Regions from separate parts of the Oryctolagus cuniculus genome. Here all the other regions are linked to region 3. Evidence: chromatin contacts called from public Micro-C data. All regions are on one chromosome and are shown on one strand. The core of a region is the stretch at or near the end of the contact, and the rest is flanking DNA. Distances in the headings are between cores, read along the strand shown.

The links. A called contact is a pair of places that touch in the nucleus more often than the background predicts.
Region 1: a Micro-C map of ear pinna shows a contact between it and region 3, with 3 times the contacts expected there. The contact joins the promoter of ICAM2 here to the promoter of ERN1 in region 3. A contact is called at or near these places in 2 of 6 Hi-C or Micro-C datasets (ear pinna and an unstated tissue).
Region 2: a contact with region 3 is called in a Micro-C map of ear pinna, with 2.0 times the contacts expected there. The contact joins the promoter of TEX2 here to the promoter of ERN1 in region 3. A contact is called at or near these places in 2 of 6 Hi-C or Micro-C datasets (ear pinna and skin fibroblasts).

The regions. Positions count from the first base shown.
Region 1 is chr17:14,741,176-14,744,941 of mOryCun1.1, reverse strand. It overlaps ICAM2 (intercellular adhesion molecule 2), which reads right to left and starts at 2,498. Exons shown (of 6, transcript XM_008271705.4): 1 at 2,149-2,498; 2 at 1,147-1,303. It overlaps LRRC37A3 (leucine rich repeat containing 37 member A3), which reads left to right and starts at 2,517. Exons shown (of 14, transcript XM_070060480.1): 1 at 2,517-2,688.
Region 2 is chr17:14,415,522-14,419,483 of mOryCun1.1, reverse strand. TEX2 (testis expressed 2) reads right to left here and starts at 2,432. Exons shown (of 12, transcript XM_070060475.1): 1 at 2,294-2,432.
Region 3 is chr17:14,553,024-14,556,756 of mOryCun1.1, reverse strand. It overlaps ERN1 (endoplasmic reticulum to nucleus signaling 1), which reads right to left and starts at 2,135. Exons shown (of 22, transcript XM_008271709.4): 1 at 1,921-2,135. The coding sequence starts at 1,974.

The sequences.
Region 1 (3,766 bases), core at 1,249-3,748, 190 kb before region 3:
TACAGCGGGTACCAAAGTCTACTATTATGGGTGTGAAACAGATTTGGTAGCCAATCCCTACAACACCAACTTTTTTTTTTAAATAAAATGGAAAGCTCAGAATTGTGGAATGGGTGGGGCTGAGGGTCTGGTACTGAGGTGAAGAAAGTATGTAGAGGAGTTGGAGAAATGGGGCCAAGTGTCAATGCTTTTGCTTGCTTTAGGAGAATGGGCCAGAATGAAAAAGGCTTTTCAGGATAGGATCTGGGTGTTTGGGGGGTGGTGGTGGTAATTTTGAGGTGAACCAGGCAAAGGCAAAAAAGTGCACACAGCTACCATCAGTAATGCGCCACTCACGCCTCTACCTCAACCGTAAGATGACAGATTTAACAACTCAATGCTTCCAAAAATTGGATTTCACAAGCCAACAAAGTGTAAAAAAACAAACAAACAAACAAAAAAAAAAAAACAAAAAAAAAAACAAAAAAATTAAACTGGGGCAGGTGTTAAGATGCTGCTTGTGGAGTATGGCATTGTGGCACAGCAGGTTAAGTCACCTCCTGCAACATGGCATCCCATATGAGCGCTGGTTTGAGTCCTGGCTGCTCTATTTCTGAACCAGCTCCCTGCTAATGCACCTGATAAATTAGTGGAAAATGGCTTGAGTGCTTGAGCCCCTGCACCCTGTGGGAGCCCCAGATGGAAGATCTCTCTCTTTCTTCCTAATTCTGCTTTTCAAGTAAGTAAATCTTTTTTTTTTTTTTTAAGATGATGCTTATGATATGCACATCCATACTGGAGTTTCTGGGTTCAAGTTTCAGTCCGGCTTCCAAGTCCAGCTAATTGCTTATGTGCACACTGGGAGGCAGCAAATGATGGTTCAAGTAGTTGGGGCCCTGCCATCTAGAGAGAGATTTGGATTGAGCTCCTGGCTCAGCCTGGCCCATTCCCAGCTGTTGTGGGCATTTAGTGGAGTGAACCAGAAAATGGGAGGTCTCTGTCTCCCTGCATTTCAAATAAAATAATTAATTAAAAATTAAGACCAGGAGCTAGCATTGTGATGCTGCAGGTTAAGCCGCTACTTGAGATGCCAGCATCCTAACATCAGAGCCCTATTCAAGTCCTGGGTGTTCTACTTCCAATCCAATTCCCAACTTTTCCACTAACCTGGAAAAGCAGCCAATGATGGTCTAAATACTTAGGCTCCTGCCGCCATGTTGGGAGACTCAGAATTCCAGACTCCTGGCTTCAGTCTAGCCCAGCCTCAGTAGATGCAACTATTTGGGAAGGTGAACCAGCAGATGGAAGATCTGTTTCTGTGACTCTGCACTTCAAATACAAAAAAAAAAAAATCAATATATTTTTTTAATGGTCATATGAATGGCCCTGTCTGAAAAAAATTAAATCTGGGATTTCCAATTTTTTTATTTTAATACCCAAGTAAAAAATATATCAAAACAACTATCCACCATCAGTCAGTTTCCATAAAGCAATTTTTGGCATTAAAATTGTAGGTAGGGGCAGCACAGCAGGTTAAAGCCCAGGCCTGCAGCACCAGCATCCATGCAGGTGCAGGTTCGAGTCCCGGCTGCTCCACTCCGATCACGCTCCCTGCTAATGAGCCTGAGAAAGCAGCAGAAGATGGCCCAAGAACTTGGGCCCCTGCACCCACGTGGGAGAACCAGAAGCTCCTGGCTTCAGATGCACGCAGCTCTGGCTGTTGCAGCCACTTGGGGAGTGAACCAGCAGATAGAAGACCTCCCTCTCTGTAGCTGTCTTTCAAATAAACTTTAAAAATGTTTAAAAATTGGGTGGGGGGGGGGCTATACTTGCAGGAGAATGAAATGGAATAAATTCATTTTATGAAATAGATAAAAATAAGCCCTGATATTGTCCCTTTCTCATTTTGCTGAGGACAGGTGTACCGGCCCAGATCTGAGGATCATTGTGAAGAAACCAGCGCAGGCCCCCTGCTGGCCCTGGCCCCGTTCCAGGACTAAAATAGGCCGTGGAACATTGCTTCTCTGTTACTCCGCCAAGTAGTCCACTACAACCCCTGGAGCACCTCTTCCCGGGCACCCAACCCGATTTCCTCGCAAACTTCTCTCCTCACTCTACCTCCCGACCCACGCCGTCCGGCCGCCACAAGCAGAATCTCGGCAGAATCACCTAGGGCAACCAGGGAATTCTTTGTAAGGATTTCAGACCAGGCTGTCGGTGGCTTAGTGAGTTATGCTGTGAGCTGCGCATGGGAAACGCCTGAAAACAGCTGTCCCCAAGGCCTGCCTCCTCAGGGCCGGGTCCCGCGAGCTCGGTGGGAAGCGCTGGTCTCCTTCGCGCGTGAAGCTGAAGCTGGCTGCTATGAACATGTCCAGCCCTTCCGTCGTGTACGCCCACCTGTGGGGCTCTAACACACTCGAACACAAGCCCTGAAACCTTTGAGGCGGGAAACGAAAGGAATGGGCGCCGCCCGCCGTCCACCGCCCTGGGCGGGAGGGAACCAGAGCAGCGTCGGCCCCGCCCCTCGAACGCGGCGCTCACCAAAACTGGCGGGCGCGCCGTGCGCAGGCGCAGTAAGGCTTGAGCCGGAACCGCGCAGGCGCAGTAGCACCAGGACGGCAGCGTTGGACGGTATCGTGTGCGGTTCCCTCAGAGGGGTGAAACTTTGTTGGTGTGAGAGCTGAGCTCTGGACCTGTTAAGGTAGCTAGGTAGGTATCAGCCTATGTGTGCAAGAGGGACAGAAGATGAGGTTTTTAAAGAAAATGAAATTTTTTTTAGCAATGGAACGAGGAAACAAGCCCCAGACACAGACCAACAATTGCACCTGAAGAATTTGCTCTTGTTCAGTGAGCCTGTTAGGGTTCGGCCCTCTCCCCGGGGCAGCTCAGGGGAATCCCCCTACCCTGCACAGAGGGGCCATCAGGCCCAATAACACTGCGCTAGGGTCCTAGGATGTTCAGGAATTCTACACCCAGAAAGCCCCCACTAAGAATTTCCCAGTAGAGGGAGACGGTCAGGAAGAATGAGGGACACATACTAATGTCCATAAAAACTCCGATCTGAATGCAGACTGGGTTCCCAGGGGCCACGCACAGCGCTCTTCGCAGCGTTCTCCCAGTTTGGCCTTCTGTATTCAGTCCGGGTCTTCCCAAACGCCGCCGTGGCCCGTCCTGGTTTCTATGCCATCATCAAGTTTTATTCCACGAGGGATGCCCGCAGAGCCCAGGCGGCCTGTGACCGGAAGCTGTTTTTTCAGGAGACTCCAGTGAAGATGGGAGTCTTCTCATGGAATTCGTGGCTCCGCTGGGTGAAGTGGAGAATTCCGTGAGAACAGTGTAGCGCTTGTCTGGTTCTCTGGCGTACAGAATGCTTTCAGATGCATTGTCTCGCCTTGTGCCACTGGTCGTCAGTTTTGTTGGGTGAAGAAATTCAAATTCAGGGTGGTGAGGGGACTTGCTTAAGGTTCAGTAACTGGAAGCTAGAGGTCAAACCCAAACTTACAGATGCCAAGTCCTAGGTCATTGTATGCTGCCCTTTAAGAAATCTTCATCGGAAGAGTTCTGTTTATATTTCTGTGTGTGTAGATTTAAAATGTATGAGCTTAGTAAGCTCTTGCCAGTTGTAACATAAAGGATGCTTTATCACCATTGGCATCATCACTCTCAAATCGCCTCTCCAGAGTCCCCTTCAGAGCCCAAGGATGCCCCAGTCATTCTCTAATGAATTGTAGACAGCCTCTTCCATATGCACATGCCATCCAATTTTACTTTCCCAGAGCCCCTCAGC
Region 2 (3,962 bases), core at 1,183-3,682, 140 kb after region 3:
CTTCCAGTCCAGCTCTCTGCTATGGCCTGGGAAAGCAGTGGAGGATGGCCCAAGTCCTTGGGCCCCTGCACCCACATGGGAGACCAGGAGGAAGCTCCTGGCTCCTGGTTCCAGATCAGCGCAGTTCTGGCTGTTGCAGCCAAATGGGGAGTGAACCATCGGATGGAAGACCTCTCTCTCTCTCTCTCTCTCTCTCTGCCTTTCCTTCTCTGTCTGTGTAACTCTGACTTTCAAATAAATAAATAAATAAATCTTAACCAAAAAAAAAAAAAAAAAAAAGAACATGCCCCAAGTCCTTGGAACCCCACACCCATGTGGGAGACCCAGAAGAAGCTCCTGGCTCCTGGCTTTGGTGGGCCCAGCTCCGGCCATTGCGGTCATTTGGGGAGTGAACCATTGGATGGAAGACCTTTCTGTCTCTCCCTCTCACTGTCTGTAACTCTACCTCTCACATAAATAAATTAAAATTTTTTTAAAAGATTAAAAAATAAATAAAAAATTCAAACGCTGTTTGATATGAAAAGTAAAGATGTAAAGAGTTCCCCATCGCTCTTTTTAGTTCTGGCATATTCTGTGCCTCCTCCTCTTTCTTTCCTCAAGAGCTTCAGAAAAACCTCAGAAACCGGGAGAGCCTGATTGGAGGGAAGGCAAATCCCGTGCCGGGAACAAAATCCTCACCCCTTTTCGCTCCATCGTATCTACAGTGCAGAGCAGCTAGTGGCACACAGCAGACTCTCAGTACAGAATATTTCTCTCTGACTCCAGGAGTCTCTTTCTCTCCAAACATCCTCTACGTCTGTTGTCTGAAAGCCTGATCGTCCTGCGTCTTCCCCGCACGCACGCTGACGGCACCACCAGGAACAGTGCCTGTCCCATCTTCTCACCCACGGCCTCCCCGGGCTCTTCAAGCCCCCAACACTCAGCCCCAAACAACCCTGCACTTACTTTTCCCTCCCGCTGGGTTACCAGCACGCGCTGATCTGAGTCAAGGGCAGTCCCAAGCCCTCTGCACCCCTCTCCCAGCCTTCCCTGACCCCTCAGAGACTCAGAGCAGGAAAGAAATCCCACGACAAAAATCTCACTTCCCATACACGTGGACCTCGGGCCAATTCTGGGGAACACGGGAATAGTGAGTGCATGGGTTGGGTAAAAACCGAACGAGGGCTCCGACTCTTCCAGCAGAAACCTGCGGGGTCACTGCACTCCGACGCTCACCAGCCTGCAGTCCGCAGACTCTCCGTACCCCTGGGGTGCAAGTCACCTGCAGCTTACAGCCGGCTCTGCTAAATCCCTTCGTGAGCATCGTCAACACACAGAAAAACTTCCTTTCTCTCCAGTCCCGGGCAGGGCAGCGGAGGTGTGCAGAGGCTCCGTCCCTGCCCTCAAGGAGCCCACGCTTTCCCTTCAACTCTTAAAAATAAAAAATAGTGCGGGCGTCCCCTACGCAGTGTCCACAGAGCGCAGTGGTGACAAAGTAAGCACTTCCTAGCTCCGGAGAAACGGCAAGGGTGGAAAGCAGACTTTGCCCTTGCATTGGATGCCCGGTAACCATAACAACCGGTGGTGTCAGTAACTATCAACCCACCGCCGGGCTAAGTTGTCCAAAAATCCTGTTCCAAGAGGGGAACTCCCTCGCCGCGCCCGTGTGCGCGCGCGGTGCCGCGGCTCTCGGGTCTGGGCTCCCGGGCCAGCACCCGGCGCTCCCCGCAGGGCACCCGGCGTTAGGCCTCAGCCCAATGTCACTTGTTCACCTCCCGATCCCCTGCGTTTCGGCTCGCCGCCGCCCCCTGCCTTCGGACCACCTGCCTTCTTCCAGGAGTCGGGGGGGAAAGACCCAGGCGAAGACCACCGCGGCGCACGCAGCCGCGGCTCTCAACTTCCAGGCGCGTCGCAGGTGCCCCAGGGGGCCGGCACCCACCCGGGGCCCCGTCCACAAAACCGCGGTCTGTCTTCCCACTAGTTTGCGTGTGGAGGGTGCTGCGGGGACCGAGCCCCGCGACGACGGGCAGCGGGACGCGCCGGCAGGCACCTGCGGCCGGGGTCATGCCCGACCCGCTCGTCAGGGCCCTGAGGGAAGGAAGGGTTCGCCCGGGGCGTCGCAGGTGGGCGTCCCCGTCAAGGCCGGAGCCTTGACAGCCGAGTGAGGGGCCGGCCCCCCGCGCCCCGCAGCGCCAACGGCCGCGGGAACCCAGCCGGTCCTCTGAAGAGGACCCTGCGGAGTCGGGCCCCCGAGTCCGGGCCTTGCCCGCTGGGCTTCTCCCTGGACCGCCCCACCCGACGCAGGCACGCTCACCCCGGATCCGCTGGCCGCTTCATGGTACTGCGCCGGCGCCCGTGCTCCACGGCCGCCGCGGCTCCGGCTTCGACTGGGGCTCGGGCTCCGGCCGCCGTCCTGCCGCCCGCCCGCCCCCGGGCACCGGCCGCCCCGCCCCGCCGGCGGACCCGCCCCGCGCCCGCCGCCGCCGCCGCCAACCACAGGGCAGCGTGGGCGGAGCTAGACGCTCGCCAGGCCCGACCAATCCAGCCCCTACCGGGCGCCAAGGACCGGCCGCGGAAATGGGCGGGCGATTCGTCAGGGCTGTTAAAGGAGCCGCTGCCCACCAGGCTGGGGAGTGGGGCGGCGAGGGGGTCACCGAAGGGAGACCCGAACGGGAGGGATAAAATCGCTTCTCTCCCAAGAGGGCACCGACACTGCCCCCAGCTCTTTGCGCTTAATTTCCTCTTCTTACAGCTAAGCAACAAGTGCCCCAGACCGATTGGAAAACAGGCTCTGAGAACCAAGGACATCCGGCTTGGGCAAATTCACTCCGATTTGGGTTTTAAAGGGTAGTCAGACAGATCTATCCGCCCCCCCCGCCCCCCCCCCGCCCCGGCTGATTGCAGAAATGTGCTTCAAAAAACAAATTCCCAGCCTCCCGCCCGCGCCGTCCAGTCCCTAACTGGCCCTGTTGCTAGTTCTTAGAGCTGGGGACGCATCCAGCGTAGACCAGTTTTAGGCGGTACCCGAGGCGCAGGATGGGCCTCCTTGGGTGGCAGTGCCCATCCAAGCACTTAGCACCCGTGAGCACCACCCAGGCACACCCTTTGCCTTCTGGGGCGGTGAATCCTGTATTTCACCGTGTCTGGATGGCCTGGGGAAATGTGTATTTCTCAACACCACTCTCCCAGGTGGTTCTGATGGAGGTGCTAAACGGCCACTCTCAGAAGTGTATTTCTGGTCTGTCATACTCAGGGAGTTCAAATCCAACTGCCAAAAACAAACTAAACTCCTTTTAATCCTCTAAACGAAGTGGTTGGGAGGCTGGAGATCACCTTTTGAGAAACTGAGGACGCTTGCTTGATTGCACCTGCTGAGGACTGATTTTAGAGGGACCCTGGACCCAGGTGAAGCTTGAAATTTGGAGGAGGAAGGGCCAGGTTGAGATCTGGAGCTGCAGGAAGCCAGTCTTGTTCTCTGACTAGTGAGACAGCACATAAAACACACCCTTGCCTGTCATCATCACCAGGCCCAGGCACAACCCCACCTGCTGGTGCCACGTTCCAATGCTGCCAACCCTGCTCACCCTCCTGGCCTTGTTCCTCTTCTCCTCCCAGTGTCCCAGGCACCTGGGTGACCCGGGAGTCACTGCCCTCACACCTGAGGTCAGCCTCCTCCCACCTGAACCTCACCTACACAGATCTTGGCTCTTGGAGCGGCATCCATGCCACAACCCTCCCCCTCCCCCGCTGTGATATCTGATGGGCCCTCTGCCAGGGACAAGCTCCCCCCCCCCCCCATGCAGATTGATCAGCCTCATCAGGGTCGAATCTGGGTTGTAAACATCACTGCCTGCCTCCCACAGGAAACAAATGCTCGTCCCAACAGGAGAGGGCTCCCGCTGTGGGTGTCTTGAAGCTTGCAGCCAAGTCATGTTTATGAATGGGGACAGCCTGAAGCTCTTCTGGGCCACGTTTTCAAAGCT
Region 3 (3,733 bases), core at 886-3,385:
ATTTTCTTAATCAAAAAACATTCCTTCCAGAGGCAGCCTAGTATAACACTAAGAAAATGCTGATAGAGTAAAAAGCATTCTCGGGGGAAAAGGGACTGCACATTTATGATCTACTATACAAAAGGCACCTTCCTTCAGGTGTCAGATGCCTCCCACTTCAAGTATCAGGAAACCGAGTCTCTAAGAAGTAAAATAACTTGCCTGAGGGCGCAGCCAGCAAGCGACCAGGTAGAACTCCCGTTTGTCTATTTTATAGTAATTGCATTCTCCACATTACTGCTGCCTAGTTTAACTGCAAACTTTGTTTTTACTCAGCATTTTAAAATAATCACTCTTAAACTTTCACTGGGAGAAAATTCTAGGACTGGAATTCTGACCTTTTATCTAAAAATCTGCTATACTAAAACATAACCTTTTGATAAGCATCTGAAAAATATTTTACCATGAACTCTGAGAAGTCTGGATTTCTAAAAACAATGTGGAGATGTTTACAGGAACAGAAACTATAGTCCCAACTAAAGTTAAACAGTTCTTTTTGGCTCTTTGGCTTAAGTGATTTTCTCACTAAAACACTAGAATCCAATGGAAGAACAGCAAATGGAAAGATGTGAAAAGAATACCACATACGGGCAGACCCTGATGACACGAAATGGTCAATTTCCATGTCAAATGTTGTGAACAGAGGCCAGGCAGCAGTGAACCAATCCAAGGTGAAATATTCAAGTTGAAAACCTGACCCAGCTGTGAAAATGGATTTAAAAAAAATTTTTTTTAACCTACAAAGTCTGACTATGAACAAACATCTACAAATTTGTGTCTTAAAAATTCCTGAATTTGAAAAAGCTCCCCTGGATTACTTTGGCTGCTTCCAAATTCTTGCTACTCCAGGAGCACAATTATTTACCAGTTCAAAGAGTTCGCCGGGGAGCTGGCACCCAGGTACACACATGTCAGCTCTCCACCTGGACACCTGGTACGTGATATGCCATATTAAAGAGCACACAGTGCCTTTCAAGAAGTCATTAAACGGAACCTGTCTACATGTGCCAGACCCACATCCTGAACAATACGTTTTTTTAAAAAAGCACTCACTGATCCAGGTTCTTTAACCAGAAAGGGGGGTATGGGGGGGGGGCAACCTGTCCACAAAATGTCCTCCCTAGCCTTGGTGCCCAAATGCCCAGCCGGAATGACGGGCGTAAATAGTTAAATCAAGGCCCACCAGGCTCCTATCGGTCCCCTATCTCCAGAGTTCTGGCGGCCCGCGGAGCTCTTGCATTTGAAGTCGTGAGCCGCCTCACTCCGGGACCTATGCGGTCCTAAAAGGGTCCGATTCTTAACTTTCTCACCGAAGTCCAGGCGCACATAAGGAATCTCCCAGGAAACCTGCAGGGCAGGTAGCAGGACCCAGTCCTCGAGCGCGAATGCGCACCCAGCCCTGCTGCGCCCCTCTCCCAAAGTCCGGTCAAGGACTGGAAAACAGGACATCCTCTTCCGCGGCCACTGCCGGGCAGAGCCGGCGCCCACCTGTGTGAGGGGAGGGTCCGGCAGGTGGGCGGCCTCCCGGGGGCCCCCGGTCTCCCGAAGACGCCGAGGTGCCGCCCACAGCGCCACGAAGTTGCGCCGGAGCCCACGGCGCTCCTGGAGCCGCTGCCTGTGACAGCCGCGCCGGCCTCGAGGCCGCTGGGGTGGCGGACGCTCGGCGTGGCCGGCTGCGGCCACGACTGCTCCGGGGAAGCGCTCCCGGCCCGCGCCGCCTCCCACGCCCCGGCAGCGGCCAGGCGGGACACACTCGGCCTCGGGCGGCAGCCACGCTCCCGGCTCGAACTCCGACCCCGGCGGCCGCAGCGACCCTCCCCCGGCCACGACCCAGCCCGCCGCGAGCTGTCCCCACGCCGCTCTCCCTCCCGGGTCACTCACCCCAGAGCTGGGCAGCAGCAGCGCCAGGAACAGCAGCAACCGCCGGGCCGGCATGGTGGGGACGCGGCCCTGGCTCCGGGCCCAGCTGGCCGGCTCCGGGGGCGGCGCGGTCGGAGGACGGGCGGGGGCGCCGAGACGACAGCGCGGCAGCGGCGGCGACGGCGCCTCAGCGGACGCACAGCTCACTAGGTGGCGGCGGCACCCCCATTCCCGGCCCTATAAGCGCCCGGCACCGCCGCTTCTTCCGGTCGGGGCGGGGCTAAGAGGCGGGGCGGGGCGGGCCCGATCTAGGGGTGGGACCTATGGCCGGGTGGGGCGGAGCCTAAGGCGGGGCCCTGGGCGAAGCCTCTAGGGGGCGGGGCCTGGGTGCTCCGGGCCTTGGGCTGGCAGCGGCGGCTGAAGAGGTGGACCTGGCTGCGGCATGAGGCGGGTGGGAGCGCTGGACGACTGACTCCAGGGCCTTGTCCGAGAACTGGGGGAGACCGGCAACATGTTCAGGCGGCGCCACTGACTCTGCCCAGGGACCCACCGCGTGACTGGATCCGGGAGAGGCCGGGACCCCCGTCTCCATCTTCCTACCGAGGTGAGATCAGCCACCAGGTTGAGGAAGCGCCCTCCGGAGCGAGGATTTCGGCAATGGAAGGGAGATTCCGGCAGCCGGCGCCGGGCTCGGGGCCCGGGGTCCTCCAGCTGCGCCCGCTATGCCCCGAAGGCCCTCAGGAATTCCCCCTCGGTCGTGTCCAGCAGCCGTCAGTTCCCCTTTGGAGTGAACCGTGACCAAGTCACCCACCGCAAGCTGCGCGGACCGCCTCGTGTGTTTACTGGGACATGTGAAGACGCGGCTTCCAGGAGCTTGGGACCACCTGAACCACCACTCACTCGCTGAGGGGCCTGGCTGTGTTGAAGACTTGCACAAGGTCAAGTTGAAGGTCACAGAGCTGTCAGAATGAAAGAGCCGCGCCGCTGTTCAGTCTCTGGGGGCTGCCCTCCACCAGCCAGAGACGGGGAGGAAGGACATGTTTGTAACAAGAGAGTAAAATTCGCAGCCCAAGGAAAAAAAATGTCTTAAATATCACGCTGGGAGGAAAAAGAAAAAGTGGACACCAACTTCTCTAAAATTTCTTGGCAATTCTTGGTCTGGGCAAAACGACTAAGCAATGCTGGAGAAAGCAGCAAAGAAGTGTGGGAAGCCAGCAAATGCCAGCCACGGGCTCTCTGGGTCAATCCGATCCAAGTACAGCAGCCAGAGATGCTCCTGGGGAACCCGAACCTCGTGGATAGAATTCCCCATCCCTCACCCCCTCATCCAGGCCCCTGTTAAGGGACAAATTCCTACTGGTGCCACTGAAGAGCAGGACGAATCTGGGCAGTAGATACACCTGCAAAGAGGTCTGGGTTGGCAGAGGTGTGGGAACACAGGCCCCAGCACTCCTGAGGGCGGCGGCTGGATGCCCAGGCAGGAGCCTCCCGCCCCGAAACTGGGAGGAGTTCTTTACAGGTTACCTGTCCCTCTTGCAAGCTGACAGCAGGATCTGTGAGCCCACGTGCCTCAGTGAAAGGAGAAGCTGACACACAAACACTACTCTCACATCCCCTCTCCAGTGGTTTTCCTCGGAGATGGGGGGGGGGGTGATGGCTGGCCTGCTGGAACCTGGGTGGCCCTTTTACAATGCAAAATGTCACCCTGACCCTGTAAGTGCAGCAGAGAGAACACAAAGCGGAACGCTGACCTCGATGTGACTCATGAATCAGTTTCAAAGATCTGGAAAGAAAAATAAATATCTGTTCCAAGGAGCCTGGACCAGGTAGATAG